2 separate regions of the Mus musculus genome follow, and region 1 is linked to region 2. A link is a contact called in public promoter capture Hi-C data. All regions are on one chromosome and are shown on one strand. Each heading gives the region's core, a stretch centred on a gene start, on an enhancer-like site or on the middle of the called end of the contact. The rest is flanking DNA. Distances are from core to core; before and after follow the strand shown.

What was found. Promoter capture Hi-C pulls out the DNA fragments that hold promoters and counts their contacts.
Region 1: a contact with region 2 is called in a promoter capture Hi-C map of hematopoietic stem and progenitor cells. The contact joins the promoter of Hook2 here to the promoter of G430095P16Rik in region 2. A contact is called at or near these places in 9 of 39 promoter capture datasets (the SN4741 cell line, cranial neural crest, embryonic stem cells and 5 more), 1 of 484 Hi-C or Micro-C datasets (the G1E-ER4 cell line), 4 of 115 datasets of contacts at active chromatin or transcription factors (bone marrow-derived macrophages, memory CD8 T cells, microglia and 1 more) and 3 of 9 other capture datasets (adipose tissue, liver and pancreatic islet).

Annotation. Positions count from the first base shown.
Region 1 is chr8:84,986,556-84,993,295 of GRCm38.p6, reverse strand. Hook2 (hook microtubule tethering protein 2) reads right to left here and starts at 2,673. Exons shown (of 21, transcript NM_001372357.1): 1 at 2,544-2,673; 2 at 1,992-2,077; 3 at 1,847-1,919; 4 at 62-112. The coding sequence starts at 2,588.
Region 2 is chr8:84,717,521-84,724,598 of GRCm38.p6, reverse strand. It overlaps G430095P16Rik (RIKEN cDNA G430095P16 gene), which reads right to left and starts at 1,542. Exons shown (of 2, transcript NR_169084.1): 1 at 1,328-1,542. Nfix (nuclear factor I/X) reads left to right here. Exons shown (of 11, transcript NM_001371053.1): 7 at 749-871; 8 at 2,781-2,956.

The DNA of each region.
Region 1 (6,740 bases), core at 1,424-3,923, 270 kb before region 2:
GGGCTCACAGACTGAACCCTGACTCCCAACCCAGCCCCTAAATTCCTTTGCAGTTACTCACATTCTTCGAGTATTCCACCAAGCTCTGTAAGATCTTCTCCAGTTTCCTGACCTGGTGACGCCAAGGAGTTATCTATGCATGCAAGTCTACAGCAACTCCCCCCCCCCAACCTATCCTCACTTCCTCCCCGTCCCTCAATTTTCATTCCCTGATTATCCCACCTTGTTGTCTGGCCCTGTTCTAAATATCCTTCTCCTCTAGAGCTAAACTGCATGGTCTATAGTGTCTACCTGACCTTCTTAATTCACAAGTTCCAGAATGCAATGGCTTTCACTCTCTGGCCCAACTGCTACTATCTCTCACTTGGATGACTGTACCCACTGTTTCTCATCTCCCACCTTTGTTGGATGGGGTAGAAGTTCTGCTGATCAAATCCAGGGTCTTAGGTATGGTAGACAAGGACTTTTCCACTGAGCCACTCCCTGGCGCCTTACTATTCTCCTATTCTGCGTCCAGCCCTTAAGTGCTGGAGTCTGGACCAGCTGTGGTCTGCTGAGCCCCATTCCCAACCTTTCATTTCCTACTCTTGCTACCTGTGCTGCATCTCTTCCCAGGTAGCCAAGGGCAGCTTCGAAACGGCTTAGCCAGGCTGTGTTTTTCCTTTGCTAAGACCATTCCACAGTACTTAAAATAGAGTCCCTGCTAGGAATGGTGGCACCTGCCTTTAATCCCAGCACCTGGGAGACAGAGGCAGGTAGATTTCTGAATTTGAGGCCAAACCTGGTCTACACAGCAAGATCTAAAACAGCCAGGACTACACAAAAAAACTCTGTTTCAAAACAAAACAAAAACAAAACAACCCCCCCCAAAAAAAAAACAAAATAAGCACCTACCCACCTCCCATCGCTATCATGACCCTCCTTTTACTGTCTTCATAGGTTTATATGAATTTGTTTTCTTGTTTTTTTAAGATTTATTTTATCTTTTAACCATGTGTGTATGTGTGTATGTGTGTGTGTGTGTGTGTGAGAGAGAGTGTGTGTGTGAAAGTATGTGTGTATGTGTGTGTGAGAGAGAGACAGACAGAGAAAGAAAGAGAATATGAGGATGCCTGCAGAGGCTACAAGTGTCACATCCCCTAGAGCAGTTGCAGGTGGTTGAGAGCTGTTTGATGTCTGTGCGTCCTCTCTGGAGAAGCAGTAAGTTCCTCTGGAAGAACAGTATCCATTTTTAACCACCAAGCCATTCTTCCAGCCCAGTTTTGTTTCTTGAAGCAGTGTGTCATGTGGCTCAGAATGAGTTCTAACTTACTGTGTAGCCACCCAAGATAACCTTGATGTCCTGATCCTCTGGCTTGCTAAGTACTGGGACTCCATGTGTGCCACATGGTCTGGCTACCCCTGCCCATCCCCCCTCCCACCCCCCACCCAGCATACCCTGCTACTTGGGATTGAACTCAGGACCTTGTGTAGGGTGAGCAAATTCTCTTTTGCCAACTATATCCCTGGCCTTTTAAAGGTTTTGAGACGGGATGATGGATGGTTTACCACCCTCCTGTATTAACACACCACCATAGCTGGGATTACAAGCATTTGCCAGCACACCTCTTGGAAGTTAACATGTGTTGTGTGTGTGCTTTTGCCCACATCATAAGAATGGTGGCAAGTTTTTTTGTCCTATTGTGGGTGCTCAATATAAACAAAAATAGCTTGCTGATCACCAGACATCTGGCTCTCTTCCTGACAAGACTGCCTGTCCATCGCACAGGACATGTATCTAGCTTTCCCTTTGCCTTCACCTCCTTAAGTCCTCTAGTTATTCCCTAGTCATGAGTCCACCTGTCACCTTCAACCTCCAGCTGGGGCTTGAGTCCTCTGAGATGCCCTGGAGCCATTCGTTGTTGAACCAGGAAGGGTCTCTAGGGGCAGAAAGATGGGATGAGCAGGCTGGGGAGCCCTTCAGGATCCTCCCACTCAGCCGCCACACTCACATCTGATTCAGCACATGGGCTATGGCGAGTCCGCTGCTCAGGTCCTGGGGACTGGCACAGGGGGGTGAAACTTGGAACGTCTGCAACTAAAGGGGGAAGACGGAAGGGCAACAGGAAAATTGAGGACCTGGAATTGCAGACTTTTTCCCCAGCCATCAGACATTTCACGGGGTTAGAAAGGCATTAGCCTGTAGCACCAACATATCACATCTTCGGGGGCGTGACTTCTACACGCCTAGGCAAGGACGGGGCGTGGCTTCATTTTACCTATCCTGGCAAACCCTGCAAACCTAGGTCAGGGCGTTACCACCAGTCACCTGGTCCCCACTGCTAACATGTGACCAGGCCTGTGCCCTCCAGAGGGGCGTGGCCTCACCTGGTCTTTTCGCTCAGGCCTGCCCACGTGACAGACGCAGGTGGTCAGGTCAGAGTCCAACGGCCCAGCAAGCCTACGATCTATTCCTCCTTCCAGGTCCAAAACCGAGGAAAGAAGACCAAGACAGGACGAGAGGAGAGGGCGCACACCTGACCCAGCCCCGCCCCCCGACCTACCCAGGTGAGCAGAGACCCGCATAGCTCGGCCTTGTCCACACTCATGGCTCCGGATCGAATTCGATCCGGGCCAAGGAGCCCCGGCACGCAGCAGCAGCCTCCGGGTCCGCCACCAGCGAGCGCCCGAAGCCCAGACCTCCCGCTCGGCCTAGAGCGCCGCCCCGCTCCACCCCGCCCCCTAGCCATAGGCTCCGCCCCAGACACGTGATCTCCCATTGCAAACACTTGCCTCGCCATCTTAGATGCGGGACATAGGCAAGTGCACATTCTGCCGCTAGGTGTCAGTCTGGCTCAGTCCTGCTGCTGGTGACCTCCACTCCTCGCGGCTTCTCTTTATGTAGTGGAGTGGTCCTCAAGATCCTTTTAAGGCGGATCTACCGCACCCAGTTTCACAGGCACTTTAATGGTTCCCCCCCAAAGCTGAAAGAAATCCTCCGGTTTAGCCGCGTTATGATCTGAGCCTTTCTTAATGTGGGCGCAGAGAATAATTATAAATCCTGTAGTCGTGGAGTGAGAGGATCTTAAAAGCGTCTTCCCCAGAGAAGTGATTCTGGCTGGAGTCCTTCTGAAAACTCGGGTATGGTTGGGAGCAGGAAGGGTCAAGTATGTCCTGAGTAAAGGACATAGCACTTGCCCAGCCCGGGGTCTCTTTCCTGCGAGCTACTCTGCTCCTTCCCGGCCCCGGGTGCTTTGAGCACCTTCCTGCCCTAAAAAACACTCGACCTGGCCAAAGCTGCGGGTGATCTGAAGCCCACCAGGGGGCGCGCAGAACGTAGGAACGCATCCTTCTGGGAAAAGGGTGCGTCCACCGGTTGAGCCGGTTTAGGGGAGCGCAGAGAGCTTAGAATTTTTTGACAATAAAGTCTCAAGACATCATTTGTGGAGTGCTTACTGTTTTCAGACTTTACAATAAGCTATATATCTACAGACAATTGAATGTTTTCCACGACCCTAGGAGACAAGGGCTACTTTAATTCCCAGGTTTTGTTTCTTAATTTTAGAAACTGTATTATTTAATTTTTTTATTTAATTTTTTTTTAATCCGCCGCTTTGCAAATGAGTAAACAGCGGCTACAAAGTACACGGGCTTTGACGCCAGGGGTAAAGCCCAGACCACGCCCTTTGACCCCTGGGTCCACTAGTAGCCCCTCCCCTCTCTGGCGGGTGGGGTAATGTGCTGTAATTAGAGGCTATTAAATGTGCCCAGAGGGAGGAGTGGAGCCGGCTCTGCTTTGGGGCGGGTTCAGTTCGGAGGGGGATAATGTTCTGCTTCCATCCAGGCAATGAGCCGGGATCCAGTCCAGCGACCCTGTCCTGGTTGGGTGAGCCCAGCGACATCAGCCACCCGCCCTCTATCTTACTAGAGTTGTTAATCTACTACAGACACTCGGTTGCAACCCACTCAAACTCTCAGCTGCACACACCAGAGAGCCTTGGAGGCTGATTCACACTTCCACAGACCCTCACGCCTTGTTTTCCTGATTCCAGTCCCTGAGACCCTGTGGAAAGGTATAGAAGGGAGTGTGCTTCCAGACTGGACTGGGCATGGGGCCTGCCAACTGGCTCCCCCATCCCACATCCACCAGAGTTGATGCCCCACAGTGGAAACAAAGCTGTGCTGTCCTACACACAAACACACTGTTACCAGGAACCATGATTGTTAAAAGAATGTGTGACATTCTGGGACACAAAAATTTAGGGTGAAGGTTGCATTGCAGGGATTTTGAAGTTTAGGAGAAATCTGAGAATCCAGGTCTGGGAAGTGACTTAAGGTGTCCCAGCGTTGGTGTGATATCACAGGTGTCCAGATGTTCAAGAAGTCAAGATTTAAATGAAACTGGGAGGCAGAGGCAGGCAGATCTCTGAGTTTGAGGCCAGCCTGATCTACAGAGAGAATTCCAGGACATCCAGGGCTACACACAGACCCTGTCTCAAAAAAAAACAAACAAACAAACAAAAAAACCAAAAACCCAAAACAAAAAGATTTAAATGAAGCTTAGGAGCTGAGTATGACGGTGCTCCTGCCTTTAATAGCAGCACTCCAGAGGCAGAGGCGGGTGGCCTGCCATGAGCCTGAGGCCAGCTTGGCCTACATATTGAGTTTCATGATAGCAAGGACCACATTAGAGAGACCCTATTTCAAAATAAATAAACACATAAGGAAACAAATAGTGAAGATACTTCACTCTCTGATGGGGAAGAAGTTATAATCTTCCACAGGGTCAGCAAGAGTCCCATCTTTTAGGGGGAAGAAAAGAAAGCTTTGGTGTTGGCAACAAGGCAATCTCTTTTTACAACCAAGGAGCAATGCTCTGGATATAAGTGCATTTAATTCTGCAAAAAGAGCCACAAATCCTTCCTTTGAGAGGGACCTTGCATTTAGAAGGATGCCAACCCATTTTAGGTGTAGGGAACCTCCAAGTTTGCAGAGATCCGAAGGCCCCCATTTATAGGAACCTAGAATCCCTGCTCTGCAAGTTTGGAAGCCTCTAGCTGGTTTGGGGACCCCACCTCGAACATGTTTCCAGGAACAGCTGGACCCAGCCTGAGTTGTACTGCTGGGAAGTGAGTGACTCAACCCCTCCCTAAGGCCACAGCTGGACCCCAGCCCATCCCCTTCAGCCTGCACATCTGGATGTTGATCCAGTCATCACAGCTGGGATGGGGACCCTGGGTTCCACACCAGAGGCCAGTACCCACCCACCCCCATTAGTATGCAAAATTCTCTGTGAATTCCATGTTCCATTGGCTTGGGGACTCTGATAATCTTCCCGTACCTGGTTACTGCAGTTCTGCTGGAGCTCCTATCCTGTTCCCACCTCTCAACACTGAGTATCTAAGTCCAAGGGAAATGTGATCCTATCTGCGTAGGTGCGAGGTGGTGGGTCTATGATTGGGTTAGCCTCCACTTGTGTCTTGGGATCCTGGAGTTTGTTCAGCTGAGTGTATGTGTGTGATTTGATGGCTGTCAGGAAGTTCAAGGCATCAATCTGCATAATACATAATCTTAGAAGACGAGTGTAGGGGCTGGAGTGGTTGTTCAGCGGATGAGGTCACTTGTTGCTCTTGCAGAGGACCCAATTGGATTCCCAGGATCCACATGGTGGCTCACAACCATCCATAGCTTCAGTACCAGGAGATATGACATATTTGCACCAGGCACATACATGCATGTAGGCCAACACTCATACACATTAAAAAAATGAATCTGAAAAAGAAACTTGAAAAAAAAAAAAAAAGCTGGCCGGGTGGTGGTGGCACACGCCTTTAATTTCAGCCCTTGGGAGGCAGAGGCAGGCGGATTTCTGAGTTTGAGGCCAGCCTGGTGTACAGAGTGAGTTCCAGGACAGCTAAGACTACACAGAGAAACCCCCTCTCCGGAAAAAAGAAAGAGAGAGAAAGAAGAAAGGAAAAGAAAAAAAAAAAGCAGGACTTTGTGGACTTGTAATCTTTGCACCTGGGAAGGTGAGACAAAAGGATCTAGAGTTCATGGAAAGGTGGAGGTGAGTCCGGACTGCTTACGACGACTATCTGAGAAACACAGTAAGCTCTGGGTATGGTGGCATTTGCTTTTAATCCCAGCACTCAGAAGGAAGCACTTGGCTTTGTGAGTTTGTGGTGAAAGCTTGGTCTATATAGTGATACCCTGTCTCAAACAACAAACCAAAAATATGCTTAGCTAGCCTTGGTGGTGTACACCTTTAATCCCAGCATAAGGTGGTCAAGCATCAGCTGAATCTCTTGTTACCAAGGAGAGACTGGTCCTTTTGGGTCACCTGTGTTATTTATTCCGTGTATGAGAAACGTGTGTCTCAGGTTGGCATTAAGATCTATGTCTGTAATCATACCCTGCTGCTTTGTCGTTCTACAATTTAGTAGAACCCGTGTTTCTGAATAGAGAAAATGGATTGTTTTACTAGGCACTCTAATTATTTCCAGCCATTGTTTTTCAGTGATAATGCCCTCTTATCACAGGTCCTGGCTTATCATACCCCTTTAACAAGCAAAGTATCTCTGCATGTTGCCTGTGATAACTCGGTAATGACATGGCTGTCTATACCATGTGTCTCAGCCACAATTTTCATGTGAGGGGTACTTGTCCAAATCCCAGGTGACAGAGGCTGTTCTACTTTGCTTCGATGGTTTGCCATTATATAAAAGCCTGTGTGTTCTTATGGCTCTGTAATTGCCTGTGTG
Region 2 (7,078 bases), core at 293-2,792:
AAAGAGTGTGCTCCTGGGAGCTGTTTGACAGCCTGTCACCTGGAACTGTGCATACTGGACAGAGATGGTGTTGGCTTGCAATCTCTTGACTGTCAAAGGCAAAGCCCAGATGGGGGTCTTTTTGTACCCGTCTCTGGCTAATACCGCCCTTGCCTTTGGCAACAGGGCAGAGAAGAGCCCCACTCTCTGAGCCCTATGGCCAGGGCAGTCCTTGCCTCTAGTTGTTCCCAGGGTGCTCCCAGCTCTGGCTCCTGCCTTTGTTCTCCTTTTGCTGCTTTGGAGGGCTTCTAACCATGCTTTCCCTTTTCCTTTTCTCCAGAAAGAGAGTGCTGGTTTCTTCAGGCCAGGGTGTCTTGTCACAGCCCCCAGCCTGTGCGTCCCACCCTTGGCGCTCTGGCTCCTTTCATGGCTCTCCAGCAGGCATCTGTGGGCTCCTCGTGCATCCCTTCCTAGATGCCAGCCTTGTACCCATTTTAATTCCTTTATCGACCGTCAGGAGCAGGATGCTTTCCTCTGCCAGCCACCCTTGCCCAGCATATCCTCCCACATGTTACCAGGGGCCTCATTTTCCTCTCTGCAGAAGCAACTGTAGCCAGATTGCACCCCTGAGGTCAGGCCCCAGGAGGAGCAGAGCAGGGCCCGAGGTGGAGGAAGGGCTGCTGGGTGCTGAGAAGAGAAGGAGCGGGCTGCTTAGCTGGCTTCCTACCCCAGCCAGCTAAACCTGCGTGTTGCTGCTTCCTCCCCCCAGGCCCTGCTTCTCTAAAGAAGTCAGGAAAGCTGGACTTCTGCAGCGCCCTCTCCTCTCAGGGCAGTTCCCCACGCATGGCTTTCACCCACCACCCGCTGCCTGTGCTTGCTGGAGTCAGACCAGGTGAGAGATGGGGGCGGGGCTTAAGGGGACACTGCGGGAGGCAGCCACAGCAAGGGGCAGCTGGCCAGGAGCAACAGGGGGCCAGGGATCAATCTAAGTTATAGATCTGGGCTCCCCAAGTGGGTCGTGGCACAGCAGTGGGGTGGCATGGGATGGGCAGTGTAACTCTGAGAACCAGGCTGCCCACTCGGTTCCTAGAATCCCTCCCACATGCTAACTCTGGCTGTGTTAAGTCTGTGTTGGGTGCATGGTCTGCACATGCTCACTGGGAGCTGCATGCAGCCTCCCCCTCCCCCACCAGCAAGTAGTTGAGCCAAGTTGCTCTCCTGTGGATTAGAAAGAGTACTGCTCAGCAGTCCAGGTTCCTGGTGTCTGTCCTAGAGCAAACCGGCACCAAATCTGGGCCTCCCTGCTTTTCCCAGAAGTGAAGGGCTGGGCCAGAAGGACAAGGCTCACCATGAAAAGGACTGTCTTGCTGCTCTGAGGGCATCTTCAGGCCCTGAGAAGATGCTGGATCTTCCTGAGGGTGGGGCCAGGCAGGATACCCGGGAACCTGGCCCTCCTGCACGTGCTGCTTCCGCCTCAGCACCCATCTGGCAGCAAAGGCCTGGCTTTTGTTTGCACATGGCCCTGTATCTGCCATGCCTCTCTTCTCTTCTGTAGGACGCGACAGGGAGGTTTACCTCCCGGCTTCCTCCTTGGGGCCTCCTGGCTTAGAGCCCAGAGGCAGCCAGCACTGGGGCAGGGTGTGGTGGCCACAAGGTGGGGGCAGGGAGCCCAGGCCTTGTGCAGGCGGCAGGAGGGAGGCAGGCTCCACCCTGCTGCGCTCCATTTTTATGAACTCCAGAGAGAAGCCAAGTTTCCTCAGCCCCCTAATGAAACTGAGAGCAAGAGTGAGCTGATTGGAAACAGACAGGAAGGGGGAGAACTTGAGGAAGAGCTGAGGCCTGTACAGGGGTAGGAACTGTGAGTTCACAGCGGCAGGGCCAACACATGAGGGGGGCCTAAGCATCCACTTACACATTTGGAGTTGTGTGTGTGCCGGGTGCCGATCCTGCACAGGCAGGGTCTGCTTGTCCAGAGACCACGGGGCTGTGGTAATCTGGTGTCGGTCCTTTCAGGCAGGCTCACACCTAGGACGGGGCAAGTGAGGTGTTTGCCAAGGGTAAAAGAAGGAAAATGTCAAGGATACTAAAAAAACTCAACCGGCAATAAGTAACATATTAGTGTGTTGTTTCTAAACAGTAAAAACAGTTGCAAAGCATAGGGTGAGTCTAACACCTGAAATCCCAGCACACAGGAGGCTGAGGCAGGAGGATCAAGAATTGGAGGCCCTATGACTGTCTCAAAAACCAAACAAGAGCAAAACCTTATGAGAAGCAAGTAACATTGTAACAGTTTGCTGGGACTGAGGCGTGGTGGCAGAAAGCACACCCCAGTACTGCAAAGACAAAAGAAAATCAACCATCCGAAAACAAACAACAAGAAAGTGCCCAGCACGTGCCTGCGAGGGTCCAGAATTTAAGGTCATCAAGTTCAGCCCCGGCTACAAGATAGCAACAAACCAACCAGAAAAGCAACATCCTAACAATTTTAAATAGGCCAACCCAACCCTGCGCTGGTAGCTGGCTGTTCACCTGCCTCAGCTAACCCCCACGCCAGCTCCCGGCAAACAGTATTTATAAAAGCAAGCAGCTGGCCCTCAGGTACTAGCCTGCCAGTTTATTTTATTTTATTGCATTGATTTTTTTTTTAACTTAGATGACTGAGGCGTTTTGTGCCTGACACAGTGCTTCTGCCCCATCCTGCCTCTTCCTCAGGACCCTCAGCCCTTTTGCCAGCCGTTGTGTCTTGCTTTTCCACGTGGCTGTTCTCACACCCTTTCTCTCCCCTGCCTGTGTGCACACAGGGAGCCCCCGGGCCACGGCATCAGCGCTGCACTTCCCTTCCACGTCCATCATCCAGCAGTCGAGCCCGTATTTCACACACCCAACCATCCGCTACCACCACCACCATGGGCAGGACTCGCTGAAGGAGTTTGTGCAGTTTGTGTGCTCTGACGGCTCGGGTCAGGCCACCGGACAGGTGAGTCCAGAGGGCGCAGGAGGCCCTGTAGCCTCATCTCTTTGTCTGTGTGTCTGTCTCTCTGTCTGTCTGTCCATCTGTCCGTCTAAGGGCTCACAAGGATAGGGCCAAGAATCTGGAACATACATGGAGTTGAAGCAGCAGAGAGCCCATAGAATCTACCTTGTGGTCAGTTTTACTGGACTTGGGGCCAAGGTCTGAGGATTGTGCTAGGGCCTGTTGGTTAGGGTTGGAGAGTTGGGGCAGCTGTCCAACCCTCCCTTTGGGGCTTCTTGCCCTTCCTGTTGACCTGTGGTTCCCAGCAGGAATGAGCCTATAATTTGTCCAGTCTAGGCCTTGGACCACCACCTCTTCCTAAAATTTAGAGGGTCAAGAATTTGACAGATTCTGGACTGAATTTGACTGGCTCATCACTGTTGATGTTTGGACTGTAAATTCTTCCTAGTGTGAGGCTGCCCTGGACTCTGTGGGAGGCATCCTGGGCCCCCACCTGACAGATGCCAGGAGTGCCTCCTCCCCCCCCCCCCAGTTATGGCCATCAGAGCTGTCTCTGGCTTTCAGTAGGCCTCACGAGAAGGTAAAGATAGACTCCTATGTCAGGACTCTTAACAAAGGGCTTCCACACTGTCATGATGTAGAAAGTCCTTCTGATCCATAATTCTGTGCGACAGCGAGGCTCTGTGTGGATCCCTTCTCTGTTAGCCAGCTCCAGGGCCTGGTCCAAACTCAAGGTGTTCAGCAAAGGGATTATCCAGGAAGATCCTGGGCCAGAGATGCTGGCAGGACATGTTCAGTCTCTAGGGGTCACTTGAGATGAGACGTGATGGTTCAGACTTCTGTGGAGTTCTACAGTCCCGCAGCATGCAAACTCCCCAGCTCCTCTCTCAGCTGGTCCAGATGTCAGCAGGAAGATGCTCGAGGGGCTTGGGAAACAAGTTGGGAGAGGCATTCTGGAAGTCCACACCAGAGGCAGTCCGGGGGGGAGAGCAGTGGCCCTCTGTTGTCCAGCCAGGCTGCCTCGATGTGCTCCTGGAAGAATGGGTGTTTTCTGGTTCTGGGGTAGTTCTGGCTGGGCTAGGGTCTGCATCCTGGCTCTCTGTCCATTCTGGGACTGGCCCTGCCTCCTCTGGCTTGCTCCCCTGTCCCCACCCTTCTGCTGTCCTCTTCTTTCCCACAACAGTTTCTCTTGCTGACTCTACAGCTCAGCACATTGTCGGCCTTCCTGCCTCTCTGGATAAAAACTGCCCATCTTAGAGGGGTAGGGGGGTAGAACTGGCCCCTGGTTGACACTTCAGTGATAGAGCAGGCTCCGGAGGGATGCTGCCTAACTTGCAGAGGCAGCCAGGCTCAGAGTCCAGAGAAGTAGGACCTAGGACCTTTAGGTCAATGCAAAGAGCCTCTAACCACAGGACCTTGAAGAAAGAATGATTTTGGCTCCTGCCTCCTGAGGGCTGGGCTCTGAGCCTCTCCTGTGACCTGGCATGTATAACATGGAACACTTGACCTTGCTGAAGAGTTATTTTCTCAAGACAGGCACCTGCCTCATGAGACTGCAGACAGAGATGTAAGCAGACACCTTGCTGAATGTAACTAACATTGGGGAGTAGGGAATCCTGTCAGGACTTCCTCTGTGACCTGAAACTGAGAGAAAGCCTGCTGCGGGGATCATGGGACTTGTGAGGGGAGTCAAGAGATGCACTCGTGTTGGGGAAGAGGCTGGCTTGTGGGAGAATGGAGGCTGTGCTGTTCTTCCTGGCCATAGTAGCAGCAGCCGTCCTCAGACTTAGCCAGTGTGAAGAGTCACACAGAACCTAAGTGACTGGCCAGAACATCCACTTTAGGAACCACTGACCTAGAGCCTACAGGAGCACCTCCCTCACCACCTCAGGAAAGACAGGTTACCAACCAGCTTTTCAGGAAAATATCCATAGTGAGGAAATACAGACTATTACAGAAGGCTCTCAGGCACCCTGATAGTTCATCCCTCTGCCCAAGACTAGGGTGCTTGTTTTGAAGGTCATGTGGATACAGCATCTAAGGCGATGCCAAGGGCTGGAGGAAGGGTCCTGGGTGGTGGTGTTTCAGGGATGGTGAGAGCCCAGTGGGGTTAATGACTCAGGGAAGCAGAATGCTGTCATCTGTACGAGGCGAGTGATGTGCTGGGCCAGCTGTAGACTCCTTTTAGCCTCAACTCAGTTCCTAAGGTAACACAGAGTCAAAGACCTTGATATTTTAATGCTTTGACTTATATCTCACCTAGAGCTTCAATGTTCCAGGCCTGGTGAACATTACTTCTAGAAATACGTCGGAGGATTGTGATTAACCCTGTCAAGTGGGGCTGTCCTTTTAGACACTCTTGCAGGAGATGGACTCCAAGCTGTGTCCTAGATGCTTGGAGCCTGGAGAGAAGTCATGAGGCTGTGATCTGTGGGACTGTTCCATTTCCTGTCTGGGGGATGCATGGGATGAGAGCCAGATGGGCCATAGACACCAGGGGAGAGGCTGCTACTTGGCTCTCACTGATACCCCTGCAGAGCTGGGAAGCCTGCCCCTTGGTCCTGATGCTGTCTAGAACCAAAGAGTCACTCTCTAAGGTAGTGTACCTAGCACAAAAGACTCTAGTCCAGGTCACAGATAGGGGTGCTGGGCAGCCACTGATTGCTTTTGCCAGATGCTCCAAACTGTCATCCTCAGAGTGTGCAGGAATGGCAGAAGGAAGAGTGTGTCAGATCTAGCAGGTCATGAGGGGTAAAGGCTCGTAGCCAGAGGTCTGGGTCAGGTGTGACCCAAGTGGAGCAAGAGCTGGGCATGGCAGTGCATTTGGGAGGTGGAGGTGGGAGGATCAGATGATCAGTTATCCTCAGGAGTAAAGCACTTGCCATACAAGTTTAATGACCTAAGTTTCATCCCTGGAACCATGGGGATGGGGAGGGGATGAAGTACGGCAGAAAGGACAGTGTGGTCTCATAGCATAGCCCTGTGTCCTGGAATGGGCCGAGCGCTACACGAGTCTGCTGGCATGCTGGAGTCTGGGGTCAGCTGCTCCCATGACTCTGATGAAGGGCCAAGAGTCTCCAAGAATAGGACAGTGAGGCGCCAGTATGACTTAGAGACTCTGGCAGGTCCTCAGGTGTGTGTGTGTGTGTGTGTGTGTGTGTGTGTGTGTGTGTGTGTGTGTGTGTGTGTGTGTGTGTGTGATGCTTTCAGAGCAGACCTTAAGGGGTACAGGGAGCTTTGGGCAGGGCACTCTGAGGTGAGCAGGGCTGTCAGCCTGGGTTCTAGAAAGTCCAAGGAACTCAGCATGAGAAATGCCTGGCAGAAGAGACAGAGTGTGGGATAAGAGCCTTTCGTGATCATTGTGGAGAGTGTCTTACTTCTAAAACAGTGGAAAGAGAGCTGAGCTACTTTGCTTTGGGGGAAGAGGGCCCATTAGACTGCCAAAGGCTCTTGGATCAGACAGATGCGTCTCTGCCTCCAGGCATGGCCAGTGTAGCAGGTGACTTTGGATGAACTACTTCCCTGCCCAGAACCTCACTGGATTCAGCTGTAGAATGGGTAGACTAAAAGCTTGCTTCGCATCAGTTTCCTAGAGACAGTACTTTGCAGCTTTGCACAGAGGATGAGCTTGAATTTCCGTCCTACAAGCTATAGGACATGGATTTGTAGCAACCCACTTGATGCCGATAGTATCTTCTAGGCCTCAAAAATGGCTCTGGATTCTGCCAGTGTCTTCCAGGATGGGGAGCAAAATGGCCTTGAAGTGAAAACTGTTCCCTTGTGAGTAGTTAGAAAGTCAAACACAGCATAAATATAATGCCTGGGCCATGAGGTGCTCCAGGGGTCTGGAGCACCACTCACTATCAGGGCAAAGGTGTCACCACGCCTTCACCTCCCACAACTGCTCCCCCACGCCCGAAGTCTCATTGTCATCAGTCAAGAGAGTGGGGACAGACTGATGCTGCTGGAGACATCTCACCTCCCTGGAGGTGGGGGGATTTCCTGGGGTTTGTCTTCCCATAGGAGGAGCACTGGCCAGGTATAATGGTGCACCCTTATAATTTGAACACCCAGGATATTGAGGCAGGAGGTTTACCAATTTGAGGGCAAGTTGAGAGAGAAAGA